Regions from separate parts of the Sus scrofa genome. Here region 2 is linked to region 1. A link is a contact called in public HiChIP or PLAC-seq data. All regions are on one chromosome and are shown on one strand. The core of a region is the stretch at or near the end of the contact, and the rest is flanking DNA. Distances in the headings are between cores, read along the strand shown. Region 1 has its middle 38 kb from the start of FURIN. Region 2 holds the start of FURIN (furin).

Region 1 (6,310 bases), core at 1,009-3,508:
GCTCATGGCAACGCCAGATCCACTGAGCAAGTCCAGGGCTCAAACACGTCCTCATGGATACTAGTCGGATTCGTTAACCACTGAGCCACAATGGGAACTCCCCACTTGTCAACCTCTGTACAGGTATACACAACAGACAACCAGTACAGAGAGTGGGTCTATGCTACAATAACAATAGCTCATGTTCAGTGAGCGCTGGGCACTGGGCTACATGCTGATCATCGATTATTTCATTAAACCTCCAAACAGTCTATCTCATAGGATTCTGCTATTATGATCACTGAGGCCCAGAGAAGTTAAGTAACTTACTCAAGGTCACACAATAAACTGACCCCACTGGCCTTTGACCTCAAGCACTCTGACTCCAGAACAACTTGATGGTCTTCCTGCCTATGAACTGGTGACACACAGCCGAGGGGTGGGGTGGGCGGGGGTGGGGGCAGTGTGGGTGCTGGCCCCATCCTGTTCTGAGGCTTGACTTTGGATGCTGTAGGGTTGAGGCAGAGAGCAGGCCCTTAAGTGGATGGCAAAATGATGGTTTTCTGGAGAGCCTCACGCTGGCACCCCAAAACCCCTATCTCTGTCACTCCTTGACAGAGTGTATCATGAAGTGGCATTTGTCTGGCTTGGCACAGAGACAGAACTCTGCCCTCAGGAAAATTTGGCTGGTAACATGACCCCATTTGATCCCACAGGATGGCAAGGCCTGGGAAATGTCAGCTTAAGCTCATCCATCACTTTTTTTTTTTTTTTTTTTTTTGCTTTTTAGGGCCGCGCTCATAGCATACGGAGGTGCCCCAGGCTAGGGGTCGAATCAGAGCTGCAGCTGTAGGCCCACACCACAGCCACAGCAGAGGCCAGGGATCAAACCCGCAACCTCATGGATACTAGTCAGATTTGTTTCCACTGCGCCACAACAGGAATTCCTCTACCGCTTTTAAGTTCTGCTTTACCTCCGGTGCTCTCTGTAAAATGCCTGTGGGAAATGGCGCTCCTGCTTCTGCTTCCTTCTTGCTGGATCTCTTAAGAGGGATGCCAGGAGTTCCCTGGTGGCCCAGCAGGTTAAGGATCCAGTATTGCCACAGCTATAACTCTGGTTACAGGTGTGGCACAGGTTGGACCCCTGGCCCTGGGGAAATTTCAAATGCCGTGGGGGTGGCCGGAAAAAAAAAAAAGAAAAAGATGTACTGCTGAGGTCTGTGTTCACCCTGAGGGCTCACCCCTACTGCCCTGGCCTCTGTTCGGGGCCAGTGGTTCTCAAAATGAAGGCCCTGGGTGGCTGGCAGCCTCGGCTACACCAGGGAGCTTGATAGAAATGCAGACCCGTAGGCCCCAGCCCAGATCTTCTGAATCAAACTGTGTTTTAACCAGCTTCCAGGGATGCTGAGGTTTTGGGAACCACTGCCCTCAGCTTCTGCCTCTCCCCTGAGCAGGCGGCAAGGACAGGAGCTTGGCTTCCCACCCTGCCCTGCATCCCGGTCCTTCCCAGAGACTTCCCCACACGTGAGTGGACTCCAGAAACAGGCAAGAAAGGGGGAGTTGGCAACAGACGCCGGTGGTTGTACTAATCTTAGCACATGGTAAATGGTGCATCTCCAAATCACTAAATGGGGAAATCAGCTAGCTTTCTGAGAACAAGACACGAATAACCAAAACCAGCAACGCACAAAAGAAGTTGTAAGTGAAGTTGTAAGGAAGGCACCTTCTAGAAGCCAAGAAGGGGGAAACCCCAGTGACCCTATGCCACCGAGCTCCACAGGCCTGGGGGTGCCAGCTGGGCAGTGAGCACCCAAGAGGTAGGAGGCTCCAGGCCTTGCTCCCACCCTCCCATCTTATCCCCCCGTGGGGGTGGGCAGTCTAGGCAGATGCCTTCACAGGGGGCCTTTACCCGTTCATCCAACAAATGTTATTAGGCACCGGCTATGTGCTAGATCCTTCCAGCTAGAACCCTGATCCGGGGTGGCAGTGCAGACACCAGCTGAGGACTGTGGAGGAGAGGCAGGAGGTGCAGGGTGGCAGTTCGTGCAGGCCACCTTGGGCCTGCTTCCTCTGTGTGACACTCTCTCCTTGAGTCAGAGTTCCTGCACGGCTCCCCATTGTCACCTAGGCAGGTGACCCAGCCCAGGGTGCTTGTCCTCTCAGAGTGAGGAAGATGGTCAGGTGGGGGCAGGGTGGCCCCACTGGGGAGGCCCAGACCCTGGGATCCCAGCCTAGAGGCCACGTGGCCACCCAGCTTCCTGGGCTGTGCTGTGCTTAAGTGAAACTCCATTGCCTCCTGCTGGCTTTGCTTGGTCTTGGCCCTGGGCTTTGCCCGGGGAGGGGTGCTCTCTCTGGTCCCACAGCTTATTCCTAGTCTGCTGGAGGCTCCAACCCCACAGCCCTTCTGAACCCCAAGATGGCTGAGTGGCTGTCCCTTGCTTTATTCTGATTATAAAAAGGATAAGAGATTTTTTGTACAAGGTCAAGCAGTTCAGAAAAGCACAAACCATCTCAATCCCACCACTTAATATTTTGGTGAGCAACCTCTCTTTCTCTCCACCCCCCTTTCCCTCTAAACACACACACAGGTAAAGTGACAAATAAGATCTTTACATAAAATCTTTGGAGTTCCCGTTGTGGCACAGTGGAAACGAATCCGACTAGGAACCATGAAGTTGTGGGTTCGATCCCTGGCCTTGCTTAGTGGGTTAAGGATCTGGCATTGCCGTGAGCTGTGGTGTAGGTTGCAGGTGCAGCTTGGATCTGGCGTTGCTGTGGCTGGGGTGTAGGCCAGCAGCTGTAGCTCTGATTTGATCCCCTAGCCTGGGAACCTCACTTTGCCTCAGGTACAGACCTAAAGAGCAAAAAAAAAACAAAACAAAACAAAACAAAAAAAAAACCCACAAAAAACCTTTTTTTTTTTTTTTAAAAAAATATTGTTCTGTAGCTTGCTTAAAAAGAAAAAGAGCAGCCATTTACTGCTGAGCACGCTGCACCTCATGGCATGGCTCTCCCTGCAGCCCATGAGGGACCCGTTGTCCCAGGCTGGGCAGCCCAGTGGCAGGGATTTATAGCAAAACAGAAGGACTCTGCTGGGTTCCTCAAAAACATGCTATGGATGACTTTCTAGGTCAATAAGCAGAGCGTTCATCACATGCTCTTAAATATGAAAAATAAATTAGCACAGAGTTGGCTTTTTTTATGTGTGTGTAGGGGGGTGGTATAGCCTTTGAGGAATTACTTGTAAGCAGCATGGCCAGGTCAGAGCACTGTCAGGTTCACACACATGCAGCCCCCCATACATTGCAGGAAAGCCTGGGCCCCTCAGGCCCACCTGGGGCCTGGACTGGGGCCACAAACTGACCCCTCAGGCCACAGAGCATCCTCCTGACTGGAAAGGGTAGGACCTGTTTTGGTATCACTGATGTGTCAAGGGTTTCCCTCTAGGACGTCTTCAGGGCACGTTGGCAGCCCCGGCCCTGCCGCATGTCCTCCCTTTGGCAGTGGCCTCTGTCTACTCCTGCCACCTGCTACCCTGAGAGCTGCTACTTCTCTTGCTGGATGAGCAAGAGCCTCCTGCCTGCTGGCGTCCAGCCTCACCTGCTGCCACCCCTTTCTGATCCTGTGGTCAGAGCAGTTTTCCTAACACTCAATTTGGATCGTGTTTCTCTCCTGCTTCAGAGCTTTCCCTGGCGACAGGTCCCCGATCCTCAGCTAGGACCATCTCCACTGGCTTTCCCGCCTCCTGCAGCCCGTCCTTAACTCCCAGGCCAGGCTCTATCACCTCTCCAGCCCTTACCTCTGCTTCGCCTGGGTCTGTCTCCTCCTCTTGTTCTGAGTTCCTACTCATTCCCCGAGGCTCCATGTTCACTTCTGAGCCCCCCAGGCAGGGAAGTGAACATGGGGAGGGGGGTCCCGCAGCACCCTGATTCCCTGATGCCACTTCTTGTCTCCTTTTCCTGGGGTGACCATTTGCGGTTACTGTGACCTCGCTGAGGGCCAGGGCCATGCCTGAGTCTCTGTGTTTGCACCAGCAAAGGTTTACGGGACATCTGATCAGAAGGTGCCCACGACTGCCTCTAGAGGCAGGGCCAGCTGCTGCTTATCATGCGGATGAGAAATTGAGGCTCAGAAAGGCTCACAAAGGTCACCCAGCGAATGTGAGGGGAGCTGGGCCGCTGGGTAGGGCGTAGGGCTCGCAGGTGACAAGTGGATGGTGGTCTCCATCGCGGTGTGCGCGTGCAGCCCACAGGCTTGAGGGAGGGGACGGCCTGCTCTCCAGCACTACTTGTCAAACCACAGCCACCGCAGCCGTTCAGGCTTCCGTCTTGAGGTTAACAGAGTTCCCTGCACCCCCAGGTTGGGAGAGGCTCCAGGGCCCTTGCTGAGGAGGAGGCCTGGGGGCACTGCATGTGATCAGGACTCTTCTGACCGCGTGTCTCATATCTCAGACATGCCTTCTTTCAGGCTGGGGTTTCCTGAGAGCAGTCAAGGCTGCAGGGTCTGGCTGCCCAGTCGCCCCTCCCCATGGCAGTGCACCAGCTTCTGCCCCGGGACGGGAGGCGAGGACCTGAGCCTTCTGCTCTGCCCCAGAGGCCTGCTTGGTGAGCTCTGGCACCCTGAGTGGGCTGAGGGGTCATCCCAGCCACCGGTGGTCACCAGTGGTCATGGGACCCTCCATGGGATGGTGGAGCCATGCAGTTGAGCTGTGATGACACCCAAGCCTCATCCTCCACACATAGGGGCAGTGGAGACACAGCCTCAAGCCTTCCTTCCTGCTTGGGAGCTGCCTCCCTCCCCAGGGTTCTGTGGACTCAAGTTCAGTCTTCTGTCTACTCTCTTGTCCTATCCTCAGCCCAGTAACCAGAACAGGGGCCCAGCAGCCCCCTCCAGCCTCGGTGGGATTTTATTCCCTCCCTCCTTTCTCTCTGGCCAACAGGGAAGCTGTTCTAGAGGCGGGAAGAACAGAAGACTGAATACTTTTTGCAAAGCAGGAGCTTTCTAAAGGCCAGGGTGGGAGTTCCAGTTGTGGTGCAGAAGTGAATCTGAGTAGTATCTGTGAGGATGCGGGTTTGATCTCTGGCCTGGAGCAGTGAGTAAAGGACTTAGCGTCGCCGTGAGCTGTGGTGTATGTTGCAGATGTGGCTCGTGTAGGCAGGCAGCTGCAGGTCCTATTTGACCCCTAGCCCTGGAACTTCCAAATGCCAAGGTTGTGGTCCTAAAAAGCCAAAAAAAAAAAAAAAAAAAAAGGGCTAGGGTGCTTGGTGGTGCCCTGCACATCTGCAGAAACTGAGCTTTTGATGGGGCCTGACCCATAGCCTGGAGCACTAGTGGTGGGGGCCAGTCAGGGCTTGGGTGCCCTGAGCATGTCCCTCCAGCCTGCTCCTCTAAATAGTGTGAGGCCATGCAGGGAACGTGACTGCTGCCCCTAGGGAGAAGTGGCTGCTGGAGCCTCTTGGGTACTCCACCCTGGCCTCTCCTAAGGGCCCCCCAGGCCATTGCCCCTCTACTGAGGCCTCTGCCAGTGTGGTAGGCCAGGGCTGGGTGAGGTTCACGCCTACTGCCAACCCAAGTAGCTGCTCAGAGCAGGAGAGCCAGGGCAAGGACCCTGGGAGCCTCCTAAGCATAGCATACCCCCCTCCCACTCCATGGGGATCAGAGCAGCTTAGAGTAGAAGGAAAAGCAGTTTCTTAGGAAAAGCAAGGGGCCTGGACCACAGCCTCTGCTTCCTCTTCTGCAGAGAAACCACAGCTCAGCTGTGCTGGCTGATAATTCAGCAGCTTCTGTCCCTGGAGCCTGCTCCAGGAGCCTTGAGTTTTGAGCAGATGGCCCCTGGGGCTTTGGATGGAAAAAATGGGGCTGGGAGAGATTGGATTGTCCACGGAAAGGGCTCAGACCTGGATTCCCTATAATTTACATCTAAACTGGAGCACTTTCAAGAATGAAGAGGAGCGGTTTTAATTATCACACAGGGCAGCAGATGCAAACTGGAGCTCTTCAGGGCAAACCAAGAGTATGTTACCCTACTTACTACCTTTTCCTAGCTGTGTGCATTCGGGCAATTACATAACCTCTCTCAATTCTGGCTTCTGCATAAAAAAGGCTGATATCCTGTGCTTGCCTTCCAGGGCTGCTGGAGGGATTAAAGGAGTGAATTAAGTTATGTCAAAATGTCTGAACGGCCCTGGGCACAAAGTGGGCTCTCGGGGGTTTGTTCTCCAGTGAAGGCTGGAGAGTCAGATTACCATTTTCACTGTGCCCTCCCGAGGGGTGGGGGCCAGGGTGAGCACCCTAGTTCCCCCCCTTAGGCCTTCTTGTACCTGGGGAGGAT
Region 2 (6,310 bases), core at 2,752-5,251, 37 kb before region 1:
ACTGCCTCCCGCGCTGGGTCGGGGCAGGTAGGAAGTGGGGCCGGCGATCCCAAAGCCCTCGCGGCCGCCGGGCGCGTCCCCCAGGCCCCACTGCCCGCGCCGCCGCCCCGCGGCCGGCGGCCGCGGAGACCCGAAGTCGGAACCCTCGGCAGGGGTCGGCAAGGGGTCGAGGCGTCGCTCCCAGTCCAGTCTCGGCTGGATTCTGGGGGAGCTGGCCTTCTCCCCCTACTTCCTCACTCGTAAGCCACGAGTTTGGGCACGACCGGGTTAAGTGCCCTGGGATGACGCACCTGGGGTACCCCACCTGAGGTCAGACTTCACCGCAGCTGAGTAAACCTTCTCCTGTGGCCTACGGTTAGAGGACTCGGGATTTTATTTGCGTTTATATAGACAGGTGGCTAAGCCAAAGAAGTAGCCCATCCCCTTTTAATGTTTAAAAACTTTTTTTTTTTTTTTTTTAACTAATCGCCTGCCAGGCACCAGGGCAGTCACTTTGTAGCATCTCCTTCTTATGTACATTATTTAATCGACGTAATCCTTTCAGACTGACTTTATTAACCCCGTTTTGCAGATAAGAAAACTGAGGTGCCCCAAGTTTAAATAATTTGCCCAGTGTCCCACAGCTAGCAGGCCTCAGAGCCTGGAAGAGATGTAGGGCTTTGGCAGAGCCTGAATCTGAGCTACTTGCAATAAACCAGCCGGCCTCTCTCCCTCCCTGGGTCCCTGCCCTAGAAAACGTCTGTGCGACTTGGCGGAGGCCACTACTGCTTGAGCTGAGAAAGAAAAGGGGAAATGGGGCCAAGGGCTCCCCAGGCTGGGTTGTTCCAAGGTCAAAGAGCAGTCTCTGTCCATCCCTTCATGCTCCCTTTGAGATAACCTGGCAGCACAGTATTATCCTGTGGCCTCCTCAACACTGGTTTGGGGATAGTGACAAAAAAAACTACAAAAAAACAACATCAGAGTGTGTCCTCTGAGCCAGGAGCAGTTCTCAACTCTTTGCGTGTGTTAGCTTATTTCGTCCTTACCCCAAACCCTGTAAAGTGGATACAGTATTCCTTTAGGCACCTTTCATGTGTCCCTATTTACATTTTACAGAGGAGGAAACAGACCCAGAGAAGTTCCTGACGTAACTCACTAGGTGACAAGTCAACCAGCCACCAGTTCAAATCCCCAAGGCAGTGTTTTATACCATGCCACCTTAGACAAGTTACTGAATTCTCAGAGCCTCAACTTACCCTTCTGTAAAATGGAGATAATATCCAACCGATGGGACAAGGTACTATTTGGGCACCTGTCCAAATAGTGCAAAAACCGGAAACAGGGAAGAATATGGGGTGCTGGAGTTCCTGTTGTGGCTCAGCGGAAACGAATCTGACTAGCATCCATGAAGACGCCTGGCCTCCCTCAGTGGATGAAGGATCTGACGTTGTCATGAACCGTGGTGTAGGTCACAGACAAGGCTTGGATCTGGCATTGCTGGGGCCATGGTGTAGGCAGGCGGCTGCAGCTCCGATTCAACGCCTAGCCTGGGGACCTCCATATGCTGCGGGTGCGGCCCTAAAAAGACAAAAAAAAAAGAATATGGGTGCTGAAAGTTGGTTAGGGAGGTACGTCCGGTTGGCCCCTTCTCAGAATGGGAACTGCCTCCCACAAGGAGCAGACTCCTAGGGGCCAGCCTGGGGTAGCCCCATCCAGCAGCACCAGCCACAGTGGGAGAACAATAGTTCTACAGTCAGACTGAGGGAGGAAGTGAGTCACGGTTCTTCCTCAGTCTCTGTGCAAGAGAACACTATTGATGGGAAATTGGGATAGGGCTGGCCCCACCTAGCCTCAGAGTCCCCCCAATGCCCGTCCCACTTGTCGTCTGGCCTACAAGAAAGGTCAGTCCATACCTGCAACTTAGGTTGCCCCTGTGGCTCAGATGTGATCCCTGGCCTGGGACCTCCGTATGCTGTGGGGCAGCCAAAAAAAAAAAAAAAAATTAAAAAGATAAAATAAAATAAAATTTAAAAAGAAAGAAAAATCAACCCAGAAAGCAAGCAATCCTGTCTGCCTCTGGGTGCCCCGCCCATCCTGGCGACTGGCCCCAGGGGAGCCACAGCGGGTCTCAGGAAGAGGAGGGACCAGCCCTGTCTCAGAGGGCTGAGACCGCAGCCACCCTCAGAGGAGCTGGAACTTCCTAGTTTCTCCCGCCAATCCTGGCTTTGGCACAAGGAGAATTCTCTAAACTGTGTTGCTCAGAGGTGCATCACGAGGGGAGGAGCAAAGAGAGAGGAGAGGTCTGAGCGAGTGGGCGCCCGTCCTTGCCTGCCCTGAGTGGCTCCACCTCAGCCCCGCTCCCAGTTCAGGCTTCCACATACACTTGTAGTTTACAACACTTCTGTCCTTAAAAAGAATGTAGAAGCCACTCTTTTTTTTTTTTTTTTTTTTGACTGTGCCCGGAGCCAGGGAGCAAACCTGAGCCACAGCAATGACTTGCTAGATCCTTTACCCACTATGCCACAAGGGAACTCCCCTGGAAGCCGCTCTTCTTGAGAATGGGCGTCTGGAGGAAATCCTAGCTTGCCACAGCTGGTAACTGCTCCTTTTATCTCCTGGAACAAGTCCTGTTGGCAGGTTTTGTTCTCTTTATCGCTCCCGACCATTTATCTGAGGCCTTAAGGCCAGAGGGAGCTAAACTGAGCCTTTGACTTGGGGCTCCAGGAGTCCAGAAACCTCTGGATCACAGTTATCAGTTTTACACAGCAGTTAATGGGCAGTGCGGCGCCACGTGACAGAAGCCTGGCAACAGAGTTGGGGATGCCCTATGGCTTGGAGCAGGGCCTGATGGGAAGGGCCTGAGGGAGGAAGGGGCTGGGAAGAGGTTCCCACCTTCCTGGCAGGGGTCCAGAGGAGGGGGAAGGGTCTAGCCAGCGAGGCCTCCGTTTATGTTTGGATTTGGGTTAATCTGGGAGTCTCCCAAGAGCATCGGTTGTCCCGTGGTAAAATCCACTCGGTCACCCTCACCCCAGGTGCCCCCATTGCTCCTTGGCGTGCTCTGTGGGTCCCCTTCTCTCAAAATCTCTTCCTTGCTCTCAGGCCCCTCAAACAAAGCCTTGGCAGCGTCACCCACACCTGGTTTTAATCAAAATGTCTACACCACATCCATCCCTACATAGAAGGGCAGACAACCACATTTAACTGGTGTTTTCTCTAAAAGGGTAGGATTTGAGAGCTTTTTTGTTGTCTTCTTTTTGCTTACCTGAGTTCTCAGGAATTTCGGCAACTTAGAAGAAGCAAACTAAACTTTTAAGTCATGCACAACTGAATAAAGCACGCCCATACTTCACCATCTAGCTCCAGAACACCTGAGGTCCATGGTGAATGCTGTTGGGGCAACAGTCAGGCTCCTCCTATCCCATCACAGGACAAGGTCCTTCCAGTTCTGGCTAAACCACTTTGAGAAAAACCTCCTTTATAGGACAGAGTGTCTGTGGGTGGGGGGAGGAGCTAGAAGGGATGCGGTGGGAACGGGGATCCCAGCATGGCCAGCCCTTCTCCTTTTCCCAATTAGTGGGCTGGGTCTGCACTTACCTGCTCGCTCTGCTGAAGCCCCAAGTCAATGGTCGGTTCAGTGGTTCCCTTTCGCCGGCTCGGTGTCAGTGCCCAGCCTGTACTACCCACACCTGGGTACCTAATGGGCACTTTGGGTGTAGTCTACTCATGCAGACATTCATTGAGCACCTGCTGAATGCTGGGCCCTGGGGCCTCAAGCTGAGTTTCTTAGAGCTTGTCCTCAGGAAGGCAGTGAGCCCCCTCTGGGAGGGTTGGAAGGTGATCCCCGAGACATGCCAGGAGCTTCCTGAAGCTACGTCCTCCCTCCTGGCCTGGCAGATCCAATGAGCTGAGCTCTGCCCTTCCTTCTCCCTCCTGATGTAGAAAAGTAAAAGTCTGTTAACACGACTGGCTGTTGAATTTTACAATCAATTTGGTTATCCGGAGCAGCGTTTCTCAACCTCCGCACTGTTACCATCTCGGGCCAGATTATTCCTTTTCGTGGAAACTGTCCCGTGCGTGGGAGGAGGTTTAGCAACATCCCTGGTCCCTAAACACTGGGGACCAATAGAACCCCCGCCCTGGTTATGACAACCAAACATGTCCCCAGGCATTGCCACACGCCGGGGCAGGGGGGTAGGCGGGGAGTGGCATAAGAAGAGGAAGTCGGTGTGCCAGGGTTCAAGGCAACAGGCATGGTCTGCTGGGAACTGTGCGCTGAACAGCCGACAGCAAGGGCGAAAACTTCCAAAGCCCAAACCACCTGGCATAGCAGCACAACAATGGGGCCATTTAGTGTTCAGGGCAAACAAGCTTCTGTATTTCCAACGACCTCTGAGGACTGAGGACGTGGCGCTCAGGAAAATTAATGATAATGCTGAATTGAAAAAAGGAACAATCGGAGTTCCCGTCGTGGCTCAGTGGTTAACGAATCCGACTAGGAACCATGAGGTTGCAGGTTTAGTCCCTGGCTATGCTCAGTGGGTTAAGGATCTGGCGTTGCCGTGAGCTGTGGTGTAGGTTGCAGACGTGGCTCGGATCACATGTTGTTGTGGTTCTGGCGTAGGCTGGCAGCTACAGCTCCGATTAGACCCCTAGCCTAGGAACCTCCATATGCCGCAGGAGCGGCCCAAGAAATGGCAAAAAGACAAAAAAAAAAAAGAAAAAGAAAAAAGGAACAATCACGTTGATCACACTCTGTTTACTGAGGTGGGGAAGTGGATGAGACAGCTTTGCATTAAATATGTATTTAGAAAGCAGATCAGTGGTTCAGAGGTTGCCCGGGAAGGAAGGGCAGGGAAGGGGGGAGACTATGAGGAGTGATGGATGTGTTCATTAGCCCGACGGGGTGATGATTCCATGGGTACACACCAACATCAAAACAGATCAAGTCATACCCTTCAAATACATGCAGTTTAGAGTGTGTCAAGTATACATCAATAAAGTGGCTTTTAATTCTTTTTGTGTGTGTGGGTATGTCTTTTTAGGGCCGGACCCGAATCATATGGAGGGTCCCAGGCTAGGGGTCCAATCAGAGCTGCAGCTGCTGGCCTACACCATAGCCACAGTCACACCAGATCTGAGCCACCACGTCTGCCCCCTACACCACATCTCACAGCAACGCGGGATCCTTAACCCGCTGAGCAAGGCCAGGGATCAAACCTTTATCCTTATGGAAACTAGCCAGGTTCATGACCACTGAGCCACGACAGGAACTCCTAAAGCTGTTTGTAAAATGCATTTCATTGTTTAAAGGTTTTTTTTTTTTGTCTTTTTGCCTTTTCTAGGGCCGCTCCCGCAGCATATGGAGGTTTCCAGGCTAGGGGTCTAATCAGAGCTGTAGCCACTGGCCTATGCCACAGCCACAGCAACTCAGGATCCGAGCCGTGTCTGCAACCTACACCACAGCTCACGGCAATGCTGGATCCTTAACCCACTGAACAAGGTCAGGGATTGAACCCTCAACCTCATAGTTCCTAGTCGGATTTGTTAACCACTGAGCCACGATGGGAATTCCTGTTTAAAGGTTTAATGCTTGAAAGGCATGATTTTGAAAATTTACTCACGTGAAGTAGCCATTTCTTGACCATGCCAGATAAATGAGGTTGGTGGGTATGTATGTGTGTGTGATTGTAGTACAGAAAAAGAAAAGGAAAAAAAGGCACAAATGAACCTTTCCACAGAAAAGAACATCACGGACTTGGAGAATAGACTTGTGGTTGCCTAGGGGAAGGGGGAGGGAGTGGGATGGATTGGGGAGCTTGGGGTTAATAGATGCAGACTATTGCCTTTGGAATGGATGAGCAATGAGATCCTGCTGTGTAGCCCTGGGAAGTATGTCTAGTCACTTATGATGGAGCAGGATAATGTGAGAAAAAAGAATGTGTACATGTATGTGTAACTGGGTCACCATGCTGGACAGTAGGAAAAAAAATTGTATTGGGGAAATAACTAAAAAAAAAAAAAAAAGAAAATGAAAAACAAAAAACAAAAAACAAAAACGACTGTGAGCCTCAAGGCTAACCTAAGGAAGGAGTTTCAGGGATATAGAGAACATAGAGAACATAGAGCTCAGGCGTCCCCGCCACGAAGCCAGTGAGCGCCTGTCCACCAGCATAGGAGAAGCCTTGGAGAGTTTTTCCGTTGGATGATGCTAGCAAACCGTCGTGTCTGCAATGATATTATCAGGGGCTTGGGAAAATGAAATAACAAATGTAGTGCTGGCTGCCAGGAAAGGAACAGATGACTCTGGAAATTACAGGCTCCTCCACTACCT

The links. HiChIP or PLAC-seq counts read pairs in DNA pulled down with a chosen protein or histone mark.
Region 2: an H3K27ac HiChIP or PLAC-seq map of alveolar macrophages shows a contact between it and region 1. The contact joins the promoter of FURIN here to the enhancer-like site in region 1. A contact is called at or near these places in 2 of 5 promoter capture datasets (fetal skeletal muscle and liver), 6 of 47 Hi-C or Micro-C datasets (alveolar macrophages, embryonic fibroblasts, epiblast stem cells and 3 more) and 1 of 2 datasets of contacts at active chromatin or transcription factors (alveolar macrophages).

Annotation. Positions count from the first base shown.
Region 1 is chr7:53,414,934-53,421,243 of Sscrofa11.1, reverse strand. No RefSeq gene overlaps it. Among named protein-coding and RNA genes, the nearest start is that of FURIN, 38 kb to the left of the region's middle. Within about 2 kb of position 2,258, at least 19 of the 83 cell types and tissues checked have an H3K27ac peak or open chromatin away from gene starts, as enhancers often do. A contact at or near this core is called in alveolar macrophages, where this site is marked.
Region 2 is chr7:53,453,325-53,459,634 of Sscrofa11.1, reverse strand. FURIN (furin) reads right to left here and starts at 4,001. Exons shown (of 15, transcript XM_021098916.1): 1 at 3,574-4,001.